2 separate regions of the Pan troglodytes genome follow, and region 2 is linked to region 1. Evidence: chromatin contacts called from public Hi-C data. All regions are on one chromosome and are shown on one strand. Each heading gives the region's core, a stretch centred on a gene start, on an enhancer-like site or on the middle of the called end of the contact. The rest is flanking DNA. Distances are from core to core; before and after follow the strand shown.

Region 1 (6,718 bases), core at 1,138-3,637:
GTGTTCATAAATTCTGAGTATTTAAGCAGGATTTATTAAAGTAAAACTAGTGGACAAAAGGAATTTTCACAATTTGTCTCCCTCCTCCTTTACTGTGCCCTCAGTATTGTCAAATGAACAGCTTAAGCTGAATCCATGTTCCTTTTTTCAGGAAAAATTTCTATCACCTTTGTAAAGCAAAAGAAATATTAGAAAAGGCTGCTTACCCTTCTAGTCTTAGGACATCAATTGAAAAGCCATCCAAAAATTATGACTACTTAACACTACTTGGATCTAGCATGAAAAGCACAAACAAGCATTTTGTACTTCTTTAATCATGGCTATGGACAGTGACAGGGCAAAAGCAGTCATTGACTAGTGGCGACATAATTTAAAATTATTTTTTCTGGGAAGAAAAAAGCTGCCTTTAACAATAAAAATTAACTCCAGTAATTTCAACTTAATACAGCTTTAATTTTTCCCACTTTCTTATCTTAAAAGGTGTGATGATGGAACATTTTCACCCCTAACTTAAGTAAGAACCAGTTCAGACTGACACCTAATGGAAACTATTATAGGAAAATAATTCTGCAAAGGAAAGAAAGCAATGAGATAAGTATTTAAACAACAACAACAAAAATACTTTCAGTTAACTATGAGTAGAGGTTTCCTTTAGATTTCATCACTAGCATTTGCAATTATTCCATTCTAAACATTATTCTTCCTCTATGAAGCAACTGCAATAAATTTGCACAAAACTGAATAGAATAGCTTATTTTTCAAAAGTTCTACCTCATCCCCTCAACAAATGCCAGAGTGTTACATCTTCTGTTTCTCACAAACTCTGTCACCAGGCCTTCAGCTCTCTTTCTTCCTTTCAAATCCTAAACACTTATTATTTAGCCAACCAGCATGAGGCCAACTTTCCAGAGACCACCTAGGAACTAGAGTATGTAGTTTCTACTTTTCTAATTTCCCAAGGAAACAATGCCACCAGTAGACATATTGCATTTTGTTAAATACATAACAAGCATAATATTTAAAAGCCCTAAATCACCAACTGGTAGATCCCTAGAGAAAAAAGGTAATTCATGGAATAATGAAGGAAAGAACAGGAGTTACATATTCTCTTGCTGGTGATAGAATGTCGAATGCAAAGACAGCATCTGTGTTTTCTTTCCTACTTCAACTCATTCTTAAAATGGACTCGCCCCCGGGAGCTTCTGAGAAGGGCTCCACCCGTTCCCTGCAGACGACAATGTTCTTTGAGCGCAAAAGCTGTTGAGTATAGATACCCTGGGAGTAATTGTGGGATCAGACACAATGGGGTGGGATTAGGGGTAGGGAGAGGGTGTGTGTGGAGTACCCTTCACTGGGAATCCTAAATATTAGAAGAAAGGCAAAACCCTAGGTGGGGAAGCATGAGAGTGTGCCTGCTTCCTTCAAGACACCTCGGTGTCAGCCTCTCCAGGGTTCAGACTGCTCTTGTGGGCAAGAGCCCAGTGGGGCACACGCACTTCGTGCCTGAGAAAGGCCCATCCTCCAGGGGGAGAAGGTATCTGAGATGTAGCTCAGCTTAGAGCGGTCCCAGAGCGACAAGAGGGAGAGCTTCACAGGCCTCTAAGTTTATTTGATTTTTCTCATGCAGTTTCCATTTCTCAGGAATTCAGTCTTCCTGCGCAGCCCGTGCACAACCAACGACCACCACGCAGGGAGGAAACCTGGTCTTAGTGTTTGGCCGCGCTAGTGGAATCTTCTGGGCGCCTGGTACGTTCTTGTCCCCAGCACTCTGTCCTTCCACCTTTGAAGCGCCTTGATAGGACGGTCCCAGATGCCTCACAAGAAGGAAAGGCAAGGTGCAAAGCTGGCAAAGCTGTGTGGTCCGACGCTGGCGAGAGCTGAGACCTGGAGCCCCAGCCCACGCCTTCCACTCTGGGTCATCCTTCCCAGCTTCATCTTGGGCATGCCAACTCCTGCCACGTCCGATTGTCCCCAGGAGTGCCCGGGCATGCTTGAGGGGTGTGGTGGCGGTGGCTTCCCCTTCGCTAGGAGGTGACAAATCCGTGTTGTTTTATCTTCCATTAATATTTGAAACAAACAAACAAACAAACAAAAACTCTAAGTAGAAGGAGGGAGAGGCTCTCTCTTGCTCCCATGCCTTCGCAGCTGACCTGAGAGGGGGGACGTGCCTTGCGTTTGTTGGTGTTTGAGACTCGTCCTAAAGGCAGAGGCAGGGAAGACAGCGCTGAAGAGGTGTCCCAAAGAGATTGGACGTCTGAACAGTCACTGCCTGCCCCAACCTCTTTCAGGAAGGTTCCAGGTCTGTGCCACACTGCAACCAATCCGGTTCCCATCCTGTTACTCCACCCCTTCTCGGAGAATCCGAAAAGAAAATATGCGTTCCTGAGAGACCCGCCACACTTCCGATCTGGAAGTTCGGCGGGGACCCAGCCCCCGGGCCCCCGCCCCCTCCCCAGCTCGGCCGCCAAGTCTGGTTGCGGAGCAGCGCGGCCGGCCGGGGGTGGGGCTCCGGCACCGCCCCGGGCCCGGGATTCGCGAAGTCACGCGCTTCCGCAGGCTTGCGGGGGCACCTTCGCCCACGGACACGCCCTTTCTGCGGAGGCAGCCCCCAGCGACCCTCTGCCCAGCTTCGGCGCCTCACTCGCGACGCTCCCAAACTGCTCAAGGCCTTTCAGTCGTTCCCAACTTTAGAAAATCGCCCCGTCCGCGTCTCTCCCTCCAGCCGCACCCCACCGTGGAGAGGAGAGGAGCGGACTGGGAACGCCGAACCGCCCCGCAGGCTCGGGGGAACGGACCCCCTTCCGCTCCCCGCCCATCCCCTTCACCTCGCCCCCCGCCCCCTGCGCGAACCCATTTTCCAGTCCTGGTCACCAGAGGCGCAGCGCACAGCCTTTCCGGTGGAACCAGTGCGAAAACACCCGAGGAAATGAAAAGAACAAGAAAGTGCTACCTTGGCAACCACGGGCGTTTAGTGGCCAGCTGGTGGGCTGGGGAGGGCGGCCGCTGCCCCCCTGCCGCTGGTACTCTCCTCGACTACGCGTATTCTTAAGCAATAACAACGTAATCCGTATTATCCACCCAAGAATACCCGTCACCGAAGAGAGTCAGAGGACCAAGCTGCCGCTGCCGCTGCTACCGCTGCCGCTGCTACTGCCGCCGCCGCCGCCACCAGAACTCTTGCTGCTCGCTGAGCCCGCCCCTGCCTGGGGATGGGCTGAGCTTGACCGGGACCATAAATCCATAACTCGATTTCCCTAAAGAAGGATCCAAAGCTGTGCTCGGCTGCTTCCTGCCCAAATCCAAATGGCCGCTCTATTTCCAATTCTGAAAGACAAATCACAAAATCAAATACTTAACACAGAAGAGTGCTGTCTTTCCAGTGAGGAGGGAAGATGTGGCAAGGCTTTTTGGGCACAAGAGGGAGTGACAAGTAACCTTCAGTTTACCTGGTGCTCTCCCAGTGCTTTCCTCTGCACTTCTCTGCTTGGTACCCAGTCTGGTCTCGGCCAGTCCACTCTAGGTGGTTTGATTGAGTGCCATGGCAGCCAGAGAACCCTGTAAGAGACGTGAATAGTTACCCACACAAATACAAATATATTTGCCTAGACGGCTTTGGGAAGAAGTGAGGCTTAAATAAAGATAGGTCATGCATGGGTGAAATTTTCAGTAGTGTGTTTTGGAAATGCACTTTTCTCAAGCCCAAGATCATGGAAAATAAACACTCATTCAATTTACTACTTGAAATCAAATACTTATAGATGTACAAAAATAGGCATCTTTCCTTTGAAGGCCTTATAGCTATACAACACAATGATTTTTAAAGAAAAAAAAAGCTTGAAGGCACACAGTAATTAAACCCATTTTCCATAGTGTCAAAACTCACTGAGTTGACAAGCTGGTAGACTTTCTATGATTTAAGCATCATTTTATATCACTACAATGTTTAATTTCATAGCACACTTTTAAAATATATACTATAAATGCATTGCTGTACAGCTGTTGTGGACACCTCTACAGAAAAACCTTTGAAGCTCTGTGTTCATAAATATTATTTTAAGAAGAAAAAGCCAATAAAAACTCATTTGCAAAGTGACTGTAATTTTGGCATTCAGAGAGAGAATCTCTGTGATTCTTTGATGATCAATATGGCTCTTACTGGAAAAGCTTTGTCTTAAGATCCTGCAGTGGATATTCTGATAATGGGGGTTTATTGTTCACTAAATAAAATGGACAAGTGCAACGTCACTACCCAAGACATGGTGTAGCTTCATTAGAAAGTTCTCAATTTGCTTTCTCCTTTACTCTCAAATACATGAAAGTACATCCATGTAAGGGGAATGGGGGGGAATATGGAAACATGGCAATAGACATTATGATTTCCCAAATTATGTAAGTGCAAATAGCTCTTCATCAAGGAGTAATTATATAACAGAATCTCTCCCACTACCACAACTCATCTCTAACTGACCTGGTTGCAATTTAAGGTGCTTAGGTTGTGTTTGCTCTTATTTTTTAAAAAATTATAATACTTCTCCAGGCACACCAACTCATCATTTTCTTGACATGTTACTTACAGATGGAAAAATCAAAATGAATTCTAGGTTTTATGAATAGATGTTTAATATATAATGTCTGAACCTAAAATAACTAGAAAGAAAACCAATATAGCCCAACTACCAGACCGTTTTACATTATTTTCAGATAACTCTTAAGTACACCACTTACAAAAAGACAGATACCAATAAAACAAATAAATAAGCACTATTTTCTGTTGTTACCTAACATAGGTATAAAGTGGAGCTTTTCTCTGGTGCTAGACAAAAAAAAAAAATTCAGAAAGCTGACAGGTTCTCTTCAGCTTGAACTCCTAGAAACAAAAGCCCTTAGGGAAAGTAATGCAATAGTCTATGAGCAAAGTGTACATTTGCTTCTGCACTCTTCTATTTAAATCTCAACTAATATTAAAAGGAAAACAAGAAACACACTATACAGATAGGCTTGGATTTAGTAAATGGAACGTTATAAACTCAAAAGGATGGTCAAGGGAGGCACACACACACACACACACACACACACACACACACACCCCAATACACAGGGCATCAGAATCACAGCATAAATACCCACACAGCTTTTCAATGCTTTCCAAGTAGTCTCCTTCAGTTTTGCTTCCTCACAATTAAAATAAAATATATACACACACTGACCCACAGACTCACACGCTTTAAGAAACTAGAACAACGCAGTTGATATGCTTTCTTTCTACCCAAGTAGCAGTGCCAGCCTTTTCCCTACCTACCCAATGTTCCACCAGCTTCAGCACCTGGACGAGTGGACAGCTCAACCCGGGCCGACTGCCGGCAGCACTCGCAGCAGAACTGACGCTCTGAGCTCTAACCAAAGCTCTCTCGTGCTTGAGCGGGGCAGCCTGACTTACGAGAACACCATTTCCTACGAGACCACTGCCGCTGGGTGCATATTCAATTCAAGCCTCCTTAAGCTGTCGGATTTCCCCCACCCATCCACCCTCCCCCCCTTCTCCACCCTCCACACAAAAACAAAAAAGGGAAAAAGCCCAATACCATCAGGGCGTTTGTTGATCAACTTACACTTCGCTTTTGAATATTTAGATACTGCTAGCGGAACAATATCAGCGGAGGCTTAGGTCCGCATTAAGTACCTTTGTTCATCGACTCCTGCAAGCCATGTTTATTAGAATCTACATTTCTCTCGCGCCCCAATAACTAGAGGTGTGTTTTGCGGGCAGGGGGCTTTCAGCACCTTTTGATCTCTCAAGGCCACCGCGACTGATTGACGGTTCCCAGTACTTTCCTATGCTATCCCCCATACTCCAACACCCATCCCAGTTAATCGCTTCGCAATTTGCAACCAAAAATACATAAAGAAACGCGACAAAGCAATGGGTTTGAGGAAATAAGCCAATTAAGCTAAAGCTGAAATGCCTCTCTCTCTCTCTCCCCCCCCTTCTCCCTCTTTCTCTTCCCCCTTGACTCCCTCCCTCTCCCTCTCTCCTTCCCTCTCAAGTAGAAAGGGGGAAACACCAAGGAGAGAGAAAAAATCGGGAGGAGGGTGGTAGTCGACTCTTACAGTCAATGGAAAAAGAGTATACACATCTTTACTGAATAATACTCTCGTTCTCAGACAAAAAGAAACACATTTTTCGATGTAAACATAGTCTGCCTCTGCCATACATCCTACATCCTTTACGTTTGCTGAGATTTGTCTTGCTGTATGGCAAAGTAACTGTCACAAATCCATCTCGATTGAAGTGCTTACCCTCTAAATCCAGGTTTCAAGCGGAACTCCAACTGTGTGTAGAAGCCAGGGAGTCATCTGATGTGCAGTGAGGTAGGCTCTGGGCAGTGGGAGCTGCTTCTTCTCTCCGAGTGCCGGGTTACAGTGTTAACAAGCCCTGGGAAGGGACCTCGGCGCCTCGCGCTGGCTGTGCCCCAGTGCCTTCGCGTGGTGGCGGCTTGCTCATGCTTCCGAGGAGTCCCAGGCGATAGCCTTCAGCTGATGCGAGCTTCCAGAAAGGAGTGGGGAAGGGAAAAAATCATCTAATGCAATCAAATCGATCTGATCTACACCATCTGTCGCCTGCCACTATACACAAACGTTAAAATAGGAAAACGGAAAACACTGACAGCCGAGAGGGTTGGTCTGCAAAGAGTTCATTTTTAGCAGAGCATAATTGGAT
Region 2 (6,718 bases), core at 3,160-5,659, 120 kb before region 1:
TCCATCATTAGTCATTAATCTCCCAGATTTTAATTAAACTACCAAAACTATTCATCTGAATTCATATGCAAAGGATAGAATTTTTCTTTAAACTGCCCACAACTTTGGTGGGCCAAGCTGAAAGGTTTGCTTGAGCCCAGGAGTACAAGGCCAGCCCGGGCAATATACTGAGACCCCCATCTCTATTTTAAAAAACTGCACTCAAACACATATCAACACACTCAACTACAGAAATATGCAGTACCTTAAAACTACAGGAAGCTACCATTAGAATCAGTGACTCCTCAAATCAGATAATCAGACACATTTCTACTATCCAGCTAAACTCCTTAGAAAGGAGAAACACTTTAAAGTAAAACTATGGCCCACAAAACAGCTTAAAGTAGGAAGTACAAGCATGTTTTCAACAACTCTAACTCACAAAATAGTTTTAAAAAGTTAAAGCTTTAAAAGTCTTAATTTATTTAAGAATACATTTCCAAAAGATCTGCAGTGCCCAATCAATAAAAGGAAGGAGAAAAGAAATGACTGATACTTACACATTCAGTAAAAATATATCCATTTAAATCAATAAACAACTCATGGCTTTGTATAAAGTGGAATCTTTATTATCTTTTTTGGATCCATGATTCTCTTTCCTCCCCAGCAGCAAAGGCAATTATGATAAAAGATGTTCTGAAAATTTTTTTGCCATCTCTGCCAATTTATAACCCATGACTTTCCTTGTTTCAAAATTTGTAAAGTCCACTTTCTCCAAGTCTTTCCCATTATGCTTCTATTTTCCAAATTCGCTATTTTTAATCTCATTTTCCTAGTTAATCATACAGAAAATTCCCAATTACCTTTTCAAATGAATAGAAGTCACAGTATCAGTAATTCCGAAACCATTTCTGTTTGACTTAAAATGCATTTGATTTTGTGGACAATGGACTAAAATCCCTTTTTCATTCAGGGTAAATGTGAATTAAGTTTATAACCCTTTAACATTCACTAACTGATCATTCAAGGAATGAGCCTTGTGATTGTGACTGTGGTAGCAGTACAGTAACAGATAGCAACTTGGTTTGGCTACAAATATATATCAAAAGTACTAGTATTCAAATAGTTAAAAGCTTGCTGCAGCTGCATACATTTCGTTTAGATATATATACTTTCAAAGTCTATTCTCATTATCCTTGCCGGTGGAGGGGAACAAGGTCTTGAACAAAAGAGTACTGTTTCAAAATAATTCTCATTTCCTTTCAAGTGTGCAGATATTCACAATATACTGGCTGTAAATTCAATCTAAATGAAGAAGTGCTGTTAAGTTACTGCTGAGGCCTGGGAAAGTGACCAATGTCCAATACTAACCTTCTTTGAAACCATCCCAGGAGAGTTTGTATTAAAGTCATCGTTGACAAAATTCAGACTGTATCCAAACAGTACACTCACAAAGCAAAATAACTTCTAAAAGCATATAACTACTATTAATGGACTTTAAAATGCTAATCATTTCATTGGAAGTGATTTTCCTGAGAATAAGATATATTTTTCTGTTATCTTTATTTTTTAACATTTTTGTCCTTTTTCCCAACAAGATGCTGTCAACTTGTGACATTTGTTTATTATCCTTAGCAGATTTTCCATGTGCAATTCAGAGATGCTAACTTGCCCAAACACACAGCTTAAAGTTAGACCTCAATCAGAGGCAGTTGGTTTCAGAAGCCAGGCTCTGAACCACATTAATATATCTGAAAAAAAACTTGATTTCTCATGCAACTTCTATGATTACAACAACAACAACAATTCTGAGTAATGAGCTAGGTCCTATTACCAAGTAACACATCCTTTCCTTGCCTATCTCCCAGCCCAGGGATATTCCAGCTATGGAGTTTGGTGATCTGATTGTTTTCCATGTTCCTAACCGTCAAATCCTGATGTGATATTGGATTCAGACTAGAAATTATGAAGCAGGTACACAAAGCACCTTTATATATACCTCAATAACTTTTCCCCCAGAAACAAAGATATTTCTTGGCTGTTTCACTGAAACCTGAGGTTCTGTAGTTAGCTCATAGGGAAAAGTCAGTCACTATTAGAGTAGGTTGTTATCATCACCTTCTGTTCTTTTAACAATTGTCAAGTACTTTTCACATTTATCAATGTGTTCTTATCACATTCATTAACTGCTTCATACCAATATTTTTAAAATATTACTTGCTTATCCATGTATTTGAAGCTAAAACAATGATCACAATCAGATCTCTAGACAATGGTTGTAATGAATTTGTTCAAGAAAAGCATTCAAATTTGATGGAAAACTGAGCCTTTATAATTCATTCTAATTCTTCAACACAAAAATGAACTTTGGTAAATCAATAGGATCAACTGAGGCATTTATGCTTGAATGTGCTCCCCTAGGCTTAATGTATTTTTCCTCACTGCATTATATTTTAATGATTAATTTCATGCTCTTTCATGGTATTCTAGCTCATGAATCACGGGTATTACTTTGAGGGAAAAGTAAGATGCTGTGAGTGATGAAAGATGTTACTGATTAAAGTGTTGCACATATGAACTACATAAGAGCTGAAGGTGTTTGAACACCAGCAATCTAGATTAAAAGTAATATTAGGCAAACTGGCCATATAGACTAAGGTTGAATTGAGTGGAGGGAGTGGGAAGGATGGACTTCTTAAACGTTCTTAGTTGAAACAATATATGAAATCAAGCTTGGCATTCAATGTTTCACTGGCATCTTTCTCCTCAGTAGAATGTAAGAACTGATTTCAAAGACAACTGCAGAGAAAGAAATCAGTTAAGCAGATAACACACCATTCTGAAATTAAAGAGCCAAAAGCCACCCATCCTAAGACAACTCCGATATCTTAAATCAATACTGCCTTAATACTGTCAGAAGCTTGTTTTTCGACTTAGTAACTAAAATTTTTTTAAAAGTTAAGTCAAAGTCACAAGGACCAAAAAGGAATAGACTACCCTAAATGAAATATAGAAAAAGACAAGTATCTATTATCCTGCACACAGATGAACAAATATTTGTTAAATATATCATATTGCTCAATATCAAAAAGTCAACTCTCCATAACAGAAACCAAAAGTAAACTAACCAAAGATGTCCACATAATACACTTTGGCTCTTGTTACTAAAATGATTTTTCAAACCAAGTTATGGAGCCTGGAGAAAACAGGACTACTTCCTCCCAGAATATAAAGTTTCTTCAATTACGGAGGCAAAATGTGGCAAAAGCAGCTATTTTGCAAACAGGTGGTTTGCAAAACTTTTACTTAGGCCGCCAAAAGGACTGACGAAAGGAAAATTTTGTTATTTCTAAAGAAAACACACACACACACATAATTTTCTACCAGAGTAGAAGACTCAAATAAAGAAAAGCCCCAAACAAAACAGAAAACTAAAAATCAGTTTGTCTTAGCTCAAAAGTGCTGACCTAGGTTTAGTATGTGTAAAATCACTGTTTATAATTAAATCCTTTTCATCGCATATATTAAGATACTAGAGAGAAAGGAAATGCCATGTCGTTTCAGGTAGGACCTTATTTACATAAAAGAAGATTTTTTTAACAGAAACGGAGTGCAAGAGGGAATCAAAAACCGTTGAGAGGAGAGAAAAATACAGTTAGTTTTTCTGAGGGCACTGCATTTTTCATGTTCTGAATACTTCGTTCCATTCTCTCCATGTTAAATTATTTCATAAACAATACTATGACTAGAGGCGACTGCTACAGCTGACACACAGATGTTTTATTTCTATGCTTCACCTTTGCAAATAGCAGGATTCAGCTATTGGAGATAGGGGCAGTGGAGGTGTCCAGAAACGACATACAGGAGGTGAAGGGGTAGAACGTGTGGGAAATGGGCACTCCTACCCCCTAGAGTCCACCTCTCTGGAACTCCAGTGCTTCTTCAGTCACTGACATTCAGAGGAGGACAAGACAGGCTTCCTCAAATCTCTTCCGAAGTAAACAGGTCCCGATGCAAAGGGCAACCCCTCCAGTAGCGGAAAGTCCTCCCCTGAGCTCCCCGCCTGCCCACGCGGGCCTGTGGCTCCGCGCTCCTCCGCTCCCCCGCAGAGCTCCCACGGGGGAAACTTTCCCGCGTCTCTCACTCTCCGGGGTGCGGGGGCCGCGGGGGCCTCCCCGGCACCTACCCGCAGAGCACTCCCCACCACCCCGCCACCACCGACGAGCCGGCGCGAAGTCCGTACCTCGATGTCCGCCGAGTCCTTACTGAGCACAGGGGCCATGGCAGTGCCTACAGTCTCGAGTCTGCCAGTGACAAACCCTCCTTGCGTCCTCAAGCTCCTGCCAGAGAGCCAAGTGACAGCAGCCGGAGCGCGAGTGGAAAACAGGCAGACTAGGGCCGGCGACGCGGGGGCGGAGCGGGCGCGGGGCGGCAACGCCCCCGGGGCGGGGCTGCGCTCTCGGTCCTGCGGCTCCCGCGCCAGGCACGGCAGCCGCAGCCCGGCCTTCCCCGTTCAGCCCGCTCCGCGCCCCAGCCTGCAAGCAGAAGGGAGGGAGGGAGTAGAGCACCCGCTCTGGGGACTGGCCTTTACTCTCTAAACTGCTAAAAACTGAGCTAGGCAGGCGGGGCCAGATAGGAGGGATCCCCGGGCAAAGGTAAAAGCAGTCCGCGCTCCAAGCAACAACTTGCACTTTTTCTTTTCTTCCACAGAAACCCCGCGAGATGTAGATACATTGTTTGAGGGGCAACTGCATTTTCAGGAACTCCTCAAGGATGAAATAGTAGATGTTCCTCCATCCATCCACCAAGTAGGTGGGCGGGGTTTGAGCTGCAGTGGAGGATACCAAAGCACCGGTCTTCTGAGAGTTCACAGCCCCTGCGGGGAGGGGAGGGAGGCGAGCAAAAACATCCACAGCCCGCAGCAGCATACAGGAAGTGCTGCAGGTGGTACATAATCAAGGTTGTCTTTTTGCAGGAAAGTCTCATTTTAATGGTTATTTTTTAAAATATTTTTTATTCTAAAACGTGAAACTCTTTTGAAAAGTTGCTCTTCGTTTTTGCTCTAGAGCTTGCTGAGGAGAAGGGAGAGATTTCCTGTAGAGTTGGTCCCAATCCAGAAAACATTCACCTCGTTTTTTGAGGATATGTGTACTCCAGACCTCTCTCCTTTTCTCCCCGCCTCCCCCCCACCCCTGTTAGATGCATCCCACCTCTCTTCTACCATAACACTTTCTACTTCCGTTAGGACATTTGCGGCACTCCTTCATGCACTTGGCTAGGTAGTGACACCTTGGAGTCAAGTATTTCTCCCTTATTATTTTTTCATTAGTCCATTCATCGTTTTATTCAACGAATATGTTTATTGAGCATTTTCAATATGCCAGACACAGACACTGTGCTAGGTTCTCCGGATATAGTCTTCAAGAATACACATCACTGTCATGGAGATTATACTCAAAATAAGCAAGTAAGAAAATGTGATGCCTGCTTGTAAGATAAAAGAAAAATAGGACAGAATAACTAGGGTATGGGTACCTTGTGTGGTTGAGAAGGCTTCTCTGAACAAACCATCAGATTACCTTCCAGAACCTGGAAATTACTAAAAGACAGATACATTTTTCTTGAATCAAATATTAACAGACACTAGAAAGTTAAATGGAAACCTTAAAATCATCTTTGACTCCTTTATCCTTATTGCCTCATTTAATCTATGCCCAAACTCTCAGAAGTCAACCTCCTAAATAGATTTTGAATCATTCATTTCTCCATTTTGCTGCATCCACCATGGTCCAAGCTACTGGTATTCTAGCTTCTATTCTTACCTCATATCCATACCAGATTGAGCTTTAGAAAGTATTAACTGGCTCATGCCATACAAAGATACATCCACACACCCAGATACCCATGGTATAAATCCTTCAATGGTCCATTGCAGTCAGAATATAATACAAACTCCCTAGTAACCGCTGAATAACCTGCTCTACTCCGCTTCTCCGCCTCTCTTGCCCTGACTCATTATGTTCCAACCACAAGGTAATCTTCTCATCCTCCATCCACTTCTCTACCTTTGCACATTGCCCTCCACTTGGAGCTCTTCTTCCCCTTCTACTCATCATTTAGGTCTCACTGAAGCCTTTATGATCTAACCCCATCACCAACAAAATTACACCCACTCTGTCTTTTTCATTATATTTCGTCTTCATAGACTTTTCAAATGTTGTTTAAATATTTATTTGAATGTGACTCATTTAATATATGTCTTCTATTTAGAGAGGAAGCTCCAGGAAGAGGGGGCCCATGTGTACTTTTGTTGCTTACTGGATACTCAGTTCCTAGCTCAGGACTGAAGCATAAGAGACCAAGAACACTTGGTGATTGAATGAACAGAGTACATTCGTTTATACACTGGGCAGTTCATTTTAGAAACTTTAGTTTCTCTGCATCACATATTCTCATTGTCCTACTTACTGCTGAGCAATAGGTCACAATATCTATCAATGAATTTGTAGTTAAAATGGGTCAAAATAACTACTTATCTTTTCATGGAGTAATGTTCCAAAGTCAGATGTTCCTGCATCTCCCTACAACCACACCTTACCCACTTACTCTAGATCCTCTTGGAGATATAGAGAGATAGATAAATCTATCTATATCTATTTTTCTATCAGTCTATATATATAAACACACATATAAACACCCAAATACATACATACATATACACACATATGTATATATTGAG

What was found. Hi-C and Micro-C count contacts between places; a contact is called where the count stands out from the background.
Region 2: a contact with region 1 is called in a Hi-C map of stem cell-derived neural progenitor cells, with 4 times the contacts expected there. The contact joins the promoter of DPYD here to the promoter of LOC741620 in region 1. A contact is called at or near these places in 1 of 7 Hi-C or Micro-C datasets (stem cell-derived neural progenitor cells) and 1 of 1 datasets of contacts at active chromatin or transcription factors (stem cell-derived excitatory neurons).

Annotation. Positions count from the first base shown.
Region 1 is chr1:133,129,962-133,136,679 of NHGRI_mPanTro3-v2.0_pri, reverse strand. It overlaps LOC741620, which reads right to left and starts at 2,387. Exons shown (of 2, transcript XM_054685215.2): 1 at 2,096-2,387; 2 at 1-2,093. The coding sequence starts at 2,333. The coding sequence ends at 1,816. MIR137 (microRNA mir-137) reads right to left here and starts at 3,114; the gene lies at 3,014-3,114. LOC129144103 (a long non-coding RNA gene) reads right to left here. Exons shown (of 5, transcript XR_008548277.2): 1 at 6,298-6,718; 2 at 3,447-3,555; 3 at 2,951-3,324.
Region 2 is chr1:133,256,270-133,262,987 of NHGRI_mPanTro3-v2.0_pri, reverse strand. It overlaps DPYD (dihydropyrimidine dehydrogenase), which reads right to left and starts at 4,409. Exons shown (of 23, transcript XM_513583.8): 1 at 4,223-4,409. The coding sequence starts at 4,261.